2 separate regions of the Hordeum vulgare genome follow, and region 2 is linked to region 1. Evidence: chromatin contacts called from public Hi-C data. All regions are on one chromosome and are shown on one strand. Each heading gives the region's core, a stretch centred on a gene start, on an enhancer-like site or on the middle of the called end of the contact. The rest is flanking DNA. Distances are from core to core; before and after follow the strand shown.

Region 1 (7,891 bases), core at 1,422-3,921:
AGAATTGAGGAAGAGTACCTTGCTTAGCAAGGAACCCTTGCAGCGCATGGGAGATGTACTCACCAGCTGAATCGACGCGAAAAACACGAATGGGAGTGGAAAACTGGGTATGAACCATGACAGCAATTTTTTTTGTATATAGATAAGACCTGACTACAGATGAGAAGCTTGTCCAACATCGTCTGAGATGGTTTGGGCATATTCAGCACAGGCCTCTAGAAGCTCCAGTGCATAGCAGATGGCTAAAGCGTGCTGATAATGTCAGAAGAGGTCGCGGTAGACCGAACTTGACATGGGAGGAATTTGTAGAGAGATTTGAAGGACAATAATTGAAAACACACTTATCTGGTTAACTTTTCTTGTAAACTATGTTACTTAACTGGCTGAGGTATTTCTTTTGTACTGCTTGTTGAAAAGTTGCATGTTCTCTTACATGAAATGAGGGAACCTACTGATTTGATGGGTCATCAAGTGCATGAAGTTTCTGTTTGTGAATCTGGACCATGCTGAAGGGTTCACACTATTATGTTCACTTTGTACTGTGTGTTTGGAACATGCGATGAGCCGATGATGCAGGATGAGAGCACATCCTTGTGTTTGGTTGGATGTATGATATGAATAATTTCATGATAGGTGGATGTAATGGAACTCATGATAATGTTTTGTTCTGTTCCAGAAGGTGCTAAATTTTGATATTTGGACCTTCTATGCTCTTGCAACAGTGAACAAACAAAGGATTTGTATGATCTCTTGGAAGATGGGATCATACACCTGCACTATCCCATACAGCTACAAGCTTATTTCTCAGCAAAAATCTCACTGCTCTTATTTCTTCTTACAGTGGTTCGGAGATGCTGAGAAGTTGACGAAGGCCCTTTTCTCTTTTGCTAGCCGTCTAGCCCCTGTCATCATATTTGTAGACGAGGTATGTTCACTTCAATAGGAAAATGGTTACCATTACCTTGGTTATGAGCAATCTCTTGGTATGATGCAATTTCATCTGATATGACAGGTTGACAGCTTACTTGGCGCCAGAGGGGGTGCACTTGAGCATGAAGCAACAAGGAAGATGCGGAATGAATTTATGGCAGCTTGGGATGGTCTAAGGTCCAAAGAGAACCAACGTATCCTTATTCTTGGTGCTACGAATCGTCCATTTGATTTAGACGATGCTGTTATACGGCGTTTACCTAGACGGTAATATACGCGCTTGTGCTCTTTGCTTTCATTCAAGCTATACTGATATAGCAAGGTGTTCACCTGTTTCATCATGTACAGGATATATGTTGGCCTTCCAGATGCAGAAAACCGAAATAAAATTCTCAAGATTTTACTTGCTAAAGAAAACATAGAATCTGATTTTAAATTCGATGAACTTGCTAATGCGACAGAAGGTTATTCAGGAAGTGATCTGAAGGTATTAAACAAGAGCATTCGTTACCTTCTTCCCTGTAGTTGAATGAAAGTGAAACCGTGCTGTTTTTGTTCTTGTTTGTGTGCAATCATTCAAATGTTTAATGTGCAGAACCTATGCATAGCTTCAGCATACAGGCCAGTTCAGGAACTTCTAGAAGAAGAAAAGAAGGTAGTTTTGCTGACCTTTTAACTGTGGTCGCGATGTAAACATGTTCACAATCATCAAAACTTGTGTGCATCTCTTAATTCCTTGCATGTTTACTGTCTTCTGTAGGGACGTGCAAGTAGCAACAGCACTCACTTAAGACCCCTTGTATTGGATGATTTTATACAGGCAAAAGCCAAGGTACCGTCGGCTCATCAATTTTCCTAAAATTAGCAAGTTTTGTGTTTCGCATTACTCTTACATTGGCTATTCCATATGCAGGTAAGCCCGTCTGTTTCTTATAACGCGACAAGTATGAACGAGTTAAGGAAATGGAACGAACAGTATGGGGAAGATGGCAGCAGGACAAAATCGCCGTTTGGGTTCGGCAACTGACATGTTCTAGTAGCAACTTCCCAACAGTGTTGTTTGTAAAATCAATAGGCCGCCTATTTAGCGATAGGAAGTCAGCCCCCATTTTTCGCCTAGAGCCTATTTATACAGCCTCAGTGACCCTGTACAAATAGCAAAATATCAAGTCAAACGACAAAGTTCCAAGTTTTGCCAGTAGCTGGTATTACCGGCGATTCCGAAAATTTCCGACAATGTAATGCTGAGCTACAAATTTGCTCCAGCTCAGCATGAGCCTGATCCAGGTGTAAGTAGCACCAGAAAGTTTCAGTTGTTGTAATGGCACTAATTCCTAGGACTTGAACTCAATGAAGCAATTTTTTCATTACAGTCCTCAAGTGTTCCAGATCACAACGATTCCAGAGTATTACCTGTGTCGGTGTGTAATAAAGATGACATTTTGAGTCTCGATCGTTGGTCTGCGCTCTTTATTTACTCCTATACTTGTGAGTTGCCGTTTTTTCTTCTTATTTGAAAATTAACAAAACATCAGCAGTTAAGCTGTTGTATAATCTTTTTTGTCGTTGTTGAGGGAAGCTGTTGTATAATCTTACCCGTCTCAATTGGAGCGTCAGGGGATGGTAACCATGCACGTCAGGACTAGAGACGCGGTGGTTGGAACATATGGACATGAGGGCGTGGTGGTGACTGGGCGGTGCTAATCCTAATCCGCATCTGCTCACGAGTGGCTCTGGACCCAAGCAGGACCACACGCGCACCACGTGGTGCCATGCGGTACAGGATCTGCAGGCGAGAGAGAGAGTGATCCAACAGCTGGGAATGTGTGAATGCTCTCTCTCCGTGCTGATGCGTGGTCACGCTGGAGGGACCGCGATTCTCTTTCTTTTCGTCGCGTCCAGGGCAATCATGAGGCGTCATCGTGCGAGCGAGTCGGCACGCCGGGGTAGTTGTCGTGCGATCCTCCGCCTGGATGGCGACGGTGCTGTCTGTGTGCGCTGTAGTTACTGTCTCGAGAAGAAACGCTACTGCAAGGACAAGAGTACGCCCAGCCCAGACCAGAACGAGTCCGGACCGATCGCATGGGTGGAACACCTTCGCGTGGAGGCCAGTAACGTTCACACCGTCCAGCGGCAAGTCAACGTTCAGATCTCACTTTCAAGCAAGTGCGGACAGGGCAGCCCAACGTACCGTGTAAATCATTCGTCGGGTTTATTTCTGTGAAGAAAGAGTGAATTCCATCTTTTATCCTGCAGTTATACATTTGTGACACGCATTACCCGATTTAGTGAAACTTCTATCGAAATATCAGAATTTTCTGATTTTTACGCTTTTATCCTGATTTTGCATTTTGTTTATTTACATTAAATAGTATCGGCATGTTGCGTTAATGGTTCGTAAAAAAAGTATGAAAATTAGAGGACATCAATGACGATCATGTCCAGACTTTTCTTATTTATCTATTCCATTTCCTCTCCTCTTCCGAATATTTTTGGACCTCAGATGTCACCTCATATCTTTCCTAATGGACACGCATCAGAAACAAGAATCCAAAGCTTTCAAAAGAGCTATTCTAGACAAATTTTTATTCAACGGAGTAATTAGTGTCACAAATGCATATCTAGAGGTTAAAATGTGAAATTCTTTATAAAAAAAGGTTGGTGAAACCAAACTATGGTTGATTGGTTAGGAGAATAATGATATTCCCTGTTCATTAGAGTTCAAGTCATACACTTGATATTTATGCCCGCATTTTTCAATTTATTTTAGGTCTTTTAACGATGTGCATTTATTAAAAGAAGACATTTCTGTCGAAAGACGTCTGTAACGACTTCGTCAATCTTTATATGATGTTTCGGCTCAGTCTTTTGAAAATGTTCATAGAAATAGGATATACGTATATACGTTTATAAAGATCAATGTATATTCATGTATATGAACGACTTCAATTATATCATGTTAAAAAATAGAAACAAAAATGAGCTGCAAAACCCAACTTGCATGGTATATGCAGACCGGACCAGACTAGAGCAACCTGGTTGGTGGCCTCGCAGACTTGAGGGACGATGATCCCGGATCTGACAGGCTTCCGATGGTTCTCGGAGTCTCGGGGATGGTTCGGTTGGTGGCGATCACGTTTTGTGCACTGTGTCTCCACTCTCTACTAATCTCCACAAAATGAAACAACAATGATGGAATAGGTTTCTATCACTGCATTTTTCCTTATGCGGGTGACTAGCACTGCAATTTCGACCAACCGCTTATGTTGACCTCGCTATCCAACGAGTGCCCCACGTGATTCTTCCACAACAATTTATTCCGTACCAGCTACCACCATAAAATGCTCTCCCCATCAGGGGCGGTCCTACGATTTTGGGACCCGGAGCGAAATCAAAATTCAAACCCTTAAAATAAACAATATAATAAGAATTATGAATATATGTATACATGAAATATTATCAATAAACATTTAAATGCATTCAAAACAAAATAGACTTCTTCTTCAGTACAATCCTCGAACACAACAACGGTTTAGATTGAATGATACTCTTTCACAAAAAAGGGTAGGATGGTCTTTTTCCCTGTTCCAACGTAAGCGCGTCAGCCTCGCGGCGTCAGCGGACGGTCGGGCGACGTACAGGTACCTGGGGTACGCGTCGTACCCGCGCCAGCTCACGTGGCGCGTCGTCTCCACGTCACCCCGCATCGCCCTGACCGCGGTCAAACCAGACCCCTTCGCGCCGATTCCAGATTGACTGTCGGTTCCCGAGGCCGCCGCCATTAATCCCGTCTGTGTCGTCAGTTCGCCGTCTCCCGAGACCGCCGCCATTAATCCCGCCTGCGTCGTCAGTTTGCTGTCTCCCGAGGCCCGCCGTATTAACGCCGGACGCCGTCGCCTATTGACCGTCGGTCCGCCGTCTCCCGAGGCCCGGCACATTAACGCGTGATGCCGCCGCCTATTGATCGTTGGTCCTGCCATCTCCCGAGGCCGGCGCATTAACGCGTGAAGCTGTCGTTTCCCGAGGCTCGTCGCCTCCCTGAGGCAATGCATTTACTCCGGGGGAGTAACGCTGCCCAACCGCCCCGTCGCCTCCCCTTCCCCCGACGGTCTATATAAAGCCGACGTCGCCAAGACGCGTGGTACGTCCCAAACGTATCTATAATTTCTGCTTGTTCCATGATCTTTTGGATGACATTGTTATATGTTTTTCTACACTTTTATATCATTTTACACATATTTGGACTAACCTGCTAACTTTGTGCATCCAATGTCAGTTTCTCTTTGCTCATGTCTATTTTGCAGGGGCTTTTACCCAATTTTCCGAAGCCCAAAAAATTCCAGAAAAAAAAGTATAAAATCAGCGAAACAGAAGCTTCCGGATCACCGAAGATGGGCCAGAGGGGGCGAGGGGCTGCCCAAGCGACCTGCTGGCGCGGCCAGGCCCTAGGCCGCGCCAGGAGGCCGCCTGGGTGGGCCCCACCTCCTCCGGTGCCCTCCTTTGGCCTATATTTAGATTCCCGAGAGGAAACCCTTTCAGACTTTCTGGAATCGCGAATTTCTCCATCGTTCCACCGCCGCAGCGCTTCCGAGATCGGGAGCGTCAGGAGACCTCTTTCCGGCACCCTGCCGGAGGGAGGATTGACCTCTGGGAGCTTCTCCACCGCCATGGACGCTTCTCGGACGTGCCGTGAGTAGTCCTCCTTGGACCATGAGTCCATGACCAGTAGCTATGTGATGTCTGTTGGAATTATGCCCTAGAAGCAATAATAAATATAGTTATTATTATAATTTCTGTATCAAGATAATCGTTTATTATCCATGCTATAATTGTATTGAATGAAGACTCATTTACATGTGTGGATACATAGACAAAACACTGTCCCTAGCAAGCCTCTAGTTGGCTAGCCAGTTGATCAAAGATAGTCAGTGTCTTCTGATTATGAAAGTTGTTGCTTGATAACTGGATCACGTCATTAGGAGAATCACGTGATGGACTAGACCCAAACTAATAGACGTAGCATGTTGATCGTGTCATTTTGTTGCTACTGTTTTCTGCGTGTCAAGTATTTGTTCCTATGACCATGAGATCATATAACTCACTAACACCGGAGGAATACTTTGTGTGTATCAAACGTCGCAACGTAACTGGGTGACTATAAAGATGCTCTACAGGTATCTCCGAAGGTGTTCGTTGAGTTAGTATGGATCAAGACTGGGATTTGTCACTCCGTGTGACGGAGAGGTATCTCGGGGCCCACTCGGTAATACAACATCACACACAAGCCTTGCAAGCAATGTAACTTAGTGTAAGTTGCGGGATCTTGTATTACGGAACGAGTAAAGAGACTTGCTGGTAAACGAGATTGAAATAGGTATGTGGATACTGACGATCGAATCTCGGGCAAGTAACATACCGAAGGACAAAGGGAATGACATACGGGATTATATGAATCCTTGGCACTGAGGTTCAAACGATAAGATCTTCGTAGAATATGTAGGATCCAATATGGGCATCCAGGTCCCGCTATTGGATATTGACCGAGGAGTCTCTCGGGTCATGTCTACATAGTTCTCGAACCCGCAGGGTCTGCACACTTAAGGTTCGACGTTGTTTTATGTGTATTTGAGTTATATGGTTGGTTACCAAATGTTGTTCAGAGTCCCTGATGAGATCACGGACGTCACGAGGGTTTCCGGAATGGTCCGGAAACGAAGATTGATATATAGGATGACCTCATTTGATTACCGGAAGGTTTTCAGAGTTACCGGGAATGTACCGGGAATGAAGAATGGGTTCCGGGAGTTCACCGGGGGGGGGGGGGCAACCCAACCCGGGGAAGCCCATAGGCCTTGTGTAACATCCCAAAATTATAAATTTTGGAATGTTAATATAATCATTAGATTGATTGTTTGTTGGTTGCTTCAGTGACTGAAACTTGTGTGAGATTTGAAACTTTTCGAAGCTTTTGAAAGAGAAGGAATAAAATGACTTTCCCCTTCTCCGCTGAATTCAAATTCAAGCTTTTGAAAATCCAAGAGAGAAGATGACATGACTTCTTCAATTATAAAGAATTTGAACGGAGATATTTGCATTGGATTCTTTTGCATGTCCATTTCTTTCTCCTCGCACGAAAAGCCCGGGAAATACTCTCTTGCACGCAAGAGAGAGAGAGCGGAGGAAAATGACCCTCCAACGTACGGGCAAATTTCTGAGATATTTGAGCCAAGAAACCCAAGGTTTATTTGCAAAAATATTTGCAAAGAGAAATAAAGCAATTTAGGGAATTTTTGAAAAAAAACATTTTTTTAAAGTTTTTATTTTTGCCGTGGAAAAATGCCCATCATCTATATTTTATTTTTGTGATAATTTTAGTATATAAAAACTCTTTATTCCGAATTGATTTGATTTCCTTTTTAACGTTTTAGTTTCCTAGTTTTGAAAATAGGAAGAAAATCCCTTTTATTAGGAAATACCCCCTGGCCCATTAAACACTTTCCTATTTTTGGCCCAACAAGAGATCTTCTTCTTCCTCCTCTCTCTCTCTCACGTGACAGGAAGCTTTCCTTCCATGGAGAGGAGATCCCCTCCTCCGGGATTCGCGACGCACATACCTTCCCGGCGCCTCCCGTCGCCTCTATAAGAAGCCCCTCGTCCTCCTCGTTCCATTCCCGTTCAAACCGCCGCCTCTCCTCGCCCCTAGCTCGTGCACCCCTCGCCGGAATCGTCACCGGAAAACTCACCGGAGAGCTACCAGGAACTCCACCTCGCCACCCCTGCACCCCTTCACCTTCGGCCACCTCTCCCACCACTTCGACCTCACCACTCCACCCCCTCCACCGCCCCCTGCTGCCCTACAGCCCCTTCTCCACCTCCCCATCACCATTAGCAGTAGCAACCAGCAGTTTTTTTCTCCTCCACCTCGCCCCTACAGCCCCCCTCTCCACCTCGCCCCCTCCCC
Region 2 (7,891 bases), core at 2,240-4,739, 720 kb before region 1:
ACACACATGCTAATGATCAAAGGAATTTTACAACTCAATACCACGAGGTGAATAATCAATGAAGCTCATACGCATATTAGGAGCCAGAAGTATGACAAATTTTGCTAAGACGGATTTTTTTTATTATACATGTTCTTTCCTCCTATATTGTTCTCACGTTATTATATATATTGTTCATCACCTAAAACTGCCCATGGATATATGTGTGAAAACCAATAGCTTGTAGCAAATTCGTATGAAGAAGAGGCCAAAAAAGGATTACATATGTTTTTAAACTACAGGATTAACTTCTAAAGTAACTGATGGAGGAACAAATACACATCAGTCTTCATCGTATATGTGTTACCATACATGCTAGTTGACCCCAGCGACGGTAACGGAGATGAGCGCCGGACGGGGTGACGGACAAACCTGGAAAATAATTTACAAACAACACTGCAAGATAATGTGCATGTCTAAATAAAACTGAAACTGCCCTTGGGAATACCTTTCGTCTATCAGGAAGTGTAGACACACAAAATTGTCAGGTGCAAAGTTGCATGCTCCAAGCAAATTGCTATCAAGCATAAAGATTTGGGAGTCCCTAAATCTGTACTGCTGATGCTAGGCATGTTCATTTCCGTCTAAAAAGATGAACACATTCATAATAATATTCATAATACTTGCAGTCTTGCGGAGTTACAGTACAATAATATTGCAGGGGGGTTCAGATGAACAGAGCCTGATGGATTTCAGGTGGATGGTTTCAGAGTTTCAGATACAAGCATAGGATTTACCAATCTCCAGGGGAACATGGTGAGCACGAGTGGTTCAATATCATCATCAGAGCATGGACGAGAAAGAATCAACTGAAGAACCAATCCAGCCAGGTAACAACAAGAACAAGAAATGGAATCAAGAAAGGAGAAAAGTTCCCCGTACCTGGAGGAGAAGAAGCCCCGGGAGAAGACCGAAGACAAACCGGGCCGTCAACGACTCAGGCTCTGGGGATCGCCCACGAACTGGCCAGCGCTGGCCGGGAGGAGAAAGCGTTGGGAGTTGGGCTGCGCTTTCCTATTCCTCCTCGTCCTGCCGTCTCGGGGCGCAAGAATAAACAACACGAGAGAGACATAGTGAGGGAGGTGGGGACGCAACACCGCACCAATGCCGTGGAATGGAGGTTGCACGGAATCGATCAGTCACACGCTTGCCATGAGCGGGGGTTCGGGGGAGCATGCCAACGCCATTGGAGAGGGTAAATTTTTTGGTTGGCTTCGCCGAGAGAGACAGAGTGAGGGAGAAGCCCGTCGCGGCGGCCGATGATGATAGCGGCAGGAGCGAGGGCGTCGCCAGCCCGGACACCCCGCTCGCCTTCCTCGAGGACGGCGAGCACGACGAGGCCACCGAGGCCGCCGCCGCCAAAGCCTGCGTGCAGGACAAGGTGAGCCGTCGGGCCGCGAGATCTACGCCCACGCCCGCGCATCCCTCCGCCAATCCCTTCCGCCTCGATTCCAATTTCTTGCTCCTCTATGGAAGATCGTGGGCAGCGCCGGCCGCGGAGGACCCCCGCGGCCCCGCCAGCTGAGAAGCCCGCTGCGGCGACCGATGATGATAGCGGCAGGAGCGAGGGCGTCGCCAGCCCGGACACCCCGCTCATCGTCCTCGGGCGAGCACGACGAGGCCACCGACGCCGCCGCCGCCGCCAAAGCCTGCGCGCAGGACAAGGTGATCCGCCGGGCCGCGAGATCTGCGCCCGCGCCCGCGCATCCCTCCGCCAATCCCTTCCGCCTCGATTCTGGTTACTTCCTCCTCGATGGAAGATCGTGGGCAGAAGATAGTGAAGATCGTGGGTGCGTCACGAGATGGAGGGATCAGGATCGAGGAGAGTTATCGAAGGAGGTTGACCAAATCGTGCTCGCGCGTGCGGGATGGATTGGGTTTTTTTTACTGTACGATCGAGGGGTGGGAGGATAGTCGAACCTGTTTAATTGCCGTTGGTTTTTGGAGGGTATTGAAAGAAATCAGTGGGACGATGGGGGTGGGAGGAGGTGGTCGAACTATGAGCGAGGTTGAACCATCACGACGGCACATCCTGCTTTAATAGTAGAGATATATATAGATTATTGTCGCCTTCTTATACATACCGAGAAAATCTTTATTGCATGGCAATTACAACACCGAAACTCTTAGCAAAGCTAAGACGGGTTGCAAGGAGGGAGAGAACATGTCTTCACAAATCTGAATTTCGTAAAAAGTTGTACACCCTTGCTACTAACTTATTCAGTAATATATGTGCTATGTGACATACAATTATACCATTGGAAACATTTCTTGAAAACGAATTTGGCAATTTTTTCTCTAACATAATGCATGTTTAAGTGGTGAAATTGATGGCCGAAGTTGTATTTTGAATGCTCACATGCCATGTAAATTAGTATGGAGAGTAATATTTTTTATCCAAGATGGATGGAGAAAAAATATGTCAAAGTTGGGTGGAAAAGAGGCCCTATGGTTTTCTTCATTGTGGAGCACAAAGCAATTCTGTGAAGGTGGACTTGAATACGAGTCACATGGATTTTGTTATATTATTAAATAGAAGATGATATTTGTCACAACACATTCATAAGCCACATGTGCACCCATAAGCCACATGTGCCATGTTTTGAATTACAATGATTGTTTGTTAAACCGTGGCAACGCATGGGCGTTAAACTAGTCCTTTTTGCATGCAAAATCTTAGACATGGCAAAAAAAGGTGTTACATACACGGAAGATTATTTTACATAATTATAACACGCACCTTCTGGGGAATGCAAGTGAGGCTATGAGCCAACTCATTCATGGGCTTCTCCTATGTATTTTCTCCCACCGGTATTTTCTCCGTTTCTTTTTCTACCATTTTTCTTTCGTGTTCTTTCTTTTTGAACTTATTTACCCAATTTATCAGTTTGGAAATTCGTAAATGTTTCACATTCGTGATTTGTTTTAAAATTTGAAAACATTTAACAAATTCATGAACATATTTTGAAATTGAGAGACATTTGTCACATCGATTTTTTGAATATATGGTAGCATTTTTTAAATACATGAAGATTTTTTGATATTTTTATAATTTTCGAATTCATGAACGTATTTGTAAATTGAAAGAAAAATTTAAATTGCGTACTTTTTTTTAAAATAAACAAACTCACAAATAATTTTCAAAAAATATACTCAGAACTAGATTTGTTATGTTTATAAAAATAATAATAATAAGTAATATCAATTCATAAATTAAAGAGAAAATATGATAACTAATCTTACCTGAAGTCAATCGCTTATAAAAATAAACCGGCCTTCTTTTAATAGGAAGTGGCCAATTAACTTTGAAAAAGTATGTTGTAGGTGATTTTCTGTAGCCGATTTAAGAAACCCGATTAAGAAATACCAGGGAAGCTCAGTGCTTGCAGCCCCTATATGGGCCAGCACAGTTAGCGCGGGTGATAATGGCTGCTAATACTATTCAACGCTCAATGGTCGTAATGTCGACGCTTCGCGCAGAGTTGTTGAGCGAGTGATCTAGCTGGTCCGGCCGTGTAAGGTGTTCATACCCAAACCCATCTTTGGGATCCTTGTAGTGTTTACCGGTCTTGGGTACCTTTCTAGAAGGTTCATTAACCATTTTTAGTTTTTGGTTCTTTCTTTATAGTTTTTTTTCATGCTTTGTTACTTTTTTCTATTTCTTTTTATTTTCTCAAAAGTACAAATTTTCAAAAAATGCCCATGGATTTATAAAATCAGTCAGAATTTGAAAAACTATTGTCTTATTAGTAAACATAGAGTTTCCAAAATTAGTCACAATTTTGAAAAAGTGTTAAAAAATCAAAATATTATTTTTTCTTTCAAATGTTTGGATTTAGAAAACTGCTGACAATAACATGTTTATGTTTTTTTTAAATGCTCACATTTTCCAAACATTATGGGGAATTTAAACAAAAATTGACTTATTTTCAAAAAAACTTTGATTTGTTATCATTTTCTTAAAATGTTTGAGTTTTCAAATAGTTTTTGATTTATCAAAGAACGTTCATGTTTAAAAAGTTGTCGACATTTTCAAAAGTGTTCAATACTACCGAAGTATTTTTTTGAGAAACAAAGGAAAACAACAGTAAAAAAACAAACGGCTACAATGTTGAGTGTGTATAGTAACAAACCACTATAGTACCACGTCGCTAGATGGGCCAGCCCAGTTGGGAGCTGCTGTGCATCGGGGTCCCTATCTGATGCACAACTTCCAACAATGGGTGTGTGATTGCTCATGCGCCGTATTACGTAGGTCGGAGAATTGGAGTACTTTGTGTTAGTTGACCTTGTTTTTATTCTTTTCTTTTTTTGAGTGGACTTCACTTTGTTTCTAAAGTCCAAATAGTTTTTTAGAATCGCCGCGCAATTTATTATATGTTGTTCTCATTTATTATAGTAATACATTGTGAATAATATATTGTGGGAAGCTGAACCAAACGTGGCGCCCCAAAGAAACTTCACCTTTAACTAGGTTGTGAGCTTCAAAGTTGGAAGACCTTTTCTCACGCGATAAGAAAGCGCTCTCCAACATTCGTTGCTGGGCGATGACCTCATTTATAAGGACAAGATAAGCACTAGGGTTATCTTCTCTAATGTTCTTCACCACCTCTAAGAAATTTGTGGCCACCTGAATGCGGCACACACTAAGATCGAATCAAGTGACGAAGCTTTGCTGGATGCTAGAGATTCCAGAGTCTAGAGAGGCGGATCAAAAAATCTTTCCACCACAATAGAAGGCGTCTCCAAAAATATCCCAAAAGCATCTCAACAAACTACACTCGTTGCTCCCTTTCTTGTGCTCTCGGCGTTGACGCTAGTCTTGGCCAAACCATTCACCAAAGGGATCCACTTCCCATGGTCACCACATCGTTGGTGTTGGTGCTAAATATGGCATATCTTGAGGTAGGGGTCCTAAGCTAGCGTCTTGGGACGATGGTAACATGGACACATGATTTGACCTAGGTCCGGGCTCTCTCGAAGAGATAATACCCTACGTCATGCTTTTGATTATATTGATAAGGGGTATAGTATAGAGTACAAGTATCTACCACAAGATTGTTGATTTAACTTGTAATCATCTATTGACTAGCATGGCCTCATTTTATATAATGCATCGGAGGCCTAGGGTTTAGAAGAGTCATCATCTTGTATGCCAAGTTGTGTGGATCTTCGTTGTATGCGTCATGGGCTGCCCAAAATGGCCCATTAGTGAATCGCCATGAGGGTCCTCAGCCCAACCCACCTGGTCGAGAGATGACATGGTGAGTACCCCTAGTCGAGGACTCCACCAGTAGCCCCTGAACCGGTCTTCGAGTTGGGGACACTCCTCGGTTCTTCTGAACTGTTCCTCGTCTTTGTCGCCGGTCTTGAAGGTTGGTTCAACAAATATTCTCATTTCCAATCTCGAATATTGTCGAGGTGTATCCGAAGAGTACAGTCGTCGTGCATTCAAGGAGCCCCTTTAAGTTCTGACCTTTATCAATACCTTGTTATTTTTACGCCACACCTCGGATTCAATGTATTTCCCGTGCGACGGTGTCCTCTTGCATCCGAGATCCAAGGTCAGATTACATCCTAGGGGTCTTGTTGCAGCCGAACTCCAATGCCAAACAACATTCGAGGTGTAAAATATCACCTCAATCTTGAAAAACTTGAAAGACTTTAGCAGATCTTCACACCGTAAAATTCTCCTATGCAGCCAACGAGTCACAGCTGAGCTCTGAGGCTAGTTTTGAGGTGGTAAACCACCTTGGTCTTGGGGTGATATTTTGTGGATTTTTTATCAGTGAAATCTATTCCGTGCCAAGATGTATAACCAGTAGACCTCAATGTGTGTGTCAGCCTAAAGTACAGTATGCACCTGAAGGATAGAATAAAACCATTGATTCCAGTAGCCCCTCAGACTCAGGTCGATTGGTGAAATCATCCTGAGGATCAAGTCCTTGCTCGACATCATACTTTAGGAACAGAAATGCGATGTGCAGTAGCCCCCGAGACTTAGGTTGGGTGCGACCGACCAACCCGAGGATCGTAATCTCCTCGCAACTCGTATTTCTTTTTTAAATTTACTGCGTTGAATCATCAATGGAGTAGCCCCCGAGACTTAGGTTGGGCAACATGTTAGACCCTAGTATCGTATCATCTCAGGAACTAGTCTAGACATCTTGTGCATTTTTGCAAATGCCGAGATGTATAGCAGTAGCCCTCAAGGTGTGTGCTATCCTACAATCTAGTATGCATCTAAAGGATAGAATAATATTGTTAATCCCAGTAGCCCGTGAGACTCATGCCGATTCGTGAAATCGACCTCAATATCAAGTCCTTGCTGGAGCAGCATACAAGAACAGAAACATGGTGTGCAGTAGCCCCCGAGACTCAGGTTGGTGCGACCGGCCAACCCGAGGATCGTAATCTCCTCGGAAGTTGTATTTCTTATTAAATTGACCGCACTGAATAGTCATTGCGATTGTCGGGACCCTGATCCTAAGCCACATAGATCTAGCAAGTAACACATCATATGATTTTTTGCGGCCTCACACACGGCACACAATGTATGCCTCCACCTTACCTTGGTCGGTGCCATTTGCACCTTTTGGCTCACGTATATGATTATGCTGCTAGCATCCATATGTCAAAGAAACTGGGTCGACATGACTAGTTATAGATCAAAGTGGAACAACCGTATATGGACATGCTGTTGGAATTATGCCCTAGAGGCAATAATAAATGTATAGTTATTATTATAATTCCTGTATCAAGATAATAGTTTATTATCCATGCTATAATTGTATTGAATGAAGACTCATTTACATGTGTGGATACATAGACAAAACACCGTCCCTAGCATGCCTCTAGTTGGCTAGCCAGTTGATCGATGATAGTCAGTGTCTTCTGATTATGAACAAGGTGTTGTTGCTTGATAACTGGATCGCGTCATTAGGAGAATCACGTGATGGACTAGACCCAAACTAATGGACGTAGCATGTTGATCGTGTCATTTTGGTGCTACTGTTTTCTACGTGTCAAGTATTTATTCCTATGACCATGAGATCATATAACTCACTGACACCGGAGGAATGCTTTGTGTGTATCAAACGTCGCAACGTAACTGGGTGACTATAAAGATGCTCTACAGGTATCTCCGAAGGTGTTAGTTGAGTTAGTATGGATCAAGACTGGGATTTGTCACTCCGTGTGACGGAGAGGTATCTCGGGGCCCACTCGGTAATACAACATCACACACAAGCCTTGCAAGCAATGTAACTTAGTGTAAGTTGCGGGATCTTGTATTACGGAACGAGTAAAGAGACTTGCCGGTAAACGAGATTGAAATAGGTATACGGATACTGACGATCGAATCTCGGGCAAGTAACATACCGAAGGACAAAGGGAATGACATACGGGATTATACGAATCCTTGGCACTGAGGTTCAAACGATAAAGATCTTCGTAGAATATGTAGGATCCAATATGGGCATCCAGGTCCCGCTATTGGATATTGACCGAGGAGTCTCTCGGGTCATGTCTACATAGTTCTCGAACCCGCAGGGTCTGCACACTTAAGGTTCGACGTTGTTTTATGCTTATTTGAGTTATATGGTTGGTTACCGAATGTTGTTCGGAGTCCCGGATGAGATCTCGGACGTCACGAGGGTTTCCGGAATGGTCCGGAAACGAAGATTGATATATAGGATGACCTCATTTGATTACCGGAAGGTTTTCGGAGTTACCGGGAATGTACCGGGAATGCCGAATGGGTTCCGGGAGTTCACCGGAGGGGGGCAACCCACTCCGGGGAAGCCCATAGGCTTTTGGGGGACACACCAGCCCTTAGTGGGCTGGTGGGACA

What was found. A called contact is a pair of places that touch in the nucleus more often than the background predicts.
Region 2: a contact with region 1 is called in a Hi-C map of leaf, with 3 times the contacts expected there. The contact joins two enhancer-like sites. A contact is called at or near these places in 2 of 6 Hi-C or Micro-C datasets (both in leaf).

The regions. Positions count from the first base shown.
Region 1 is chr6H:503,058,116-503,066,006 of MorexV3_pseudomolecules_assembly, reverse strand. LOC123401436 reads left to right here. Exons shown (of 23, transcript XM_045095252.1): 18 at 842-925; 19 at 1,013-1,197; 20 at 1,279-1,417; 21 at 1,526-1,585; 22 at 1,691-1,762; 23 at 1,844-2,381. The coding sequence ends at 1,957. Among protein-coding and RNA genes, the nearest start is that of LOC123401436, 15 kb to the left of the region's middle. Within about 2 kb of position 2,671, at least 3 of the 3 cell types and tissues checked have open chromatin away from gene starts, as enhancers often do. A contact at or near this core is called in leaf, where this site is marked.
Region 2 is chr6H:503,777,814-503,785,704 of MorexV3_pseudomolecules_assembly, reverse strand. No RefSeq gene overlaps it. Among protein-coding and RNA genes, the nearest start is that of LOC123401591, 16 kb to the left of the region's middle. Within about 2 kb of position 3,489, at least 2 of the 3 cell types and tissues checked have open chromatin away from gene starts, as enhancers often do. A contact at or near this core is called in leaf, where this site is marked.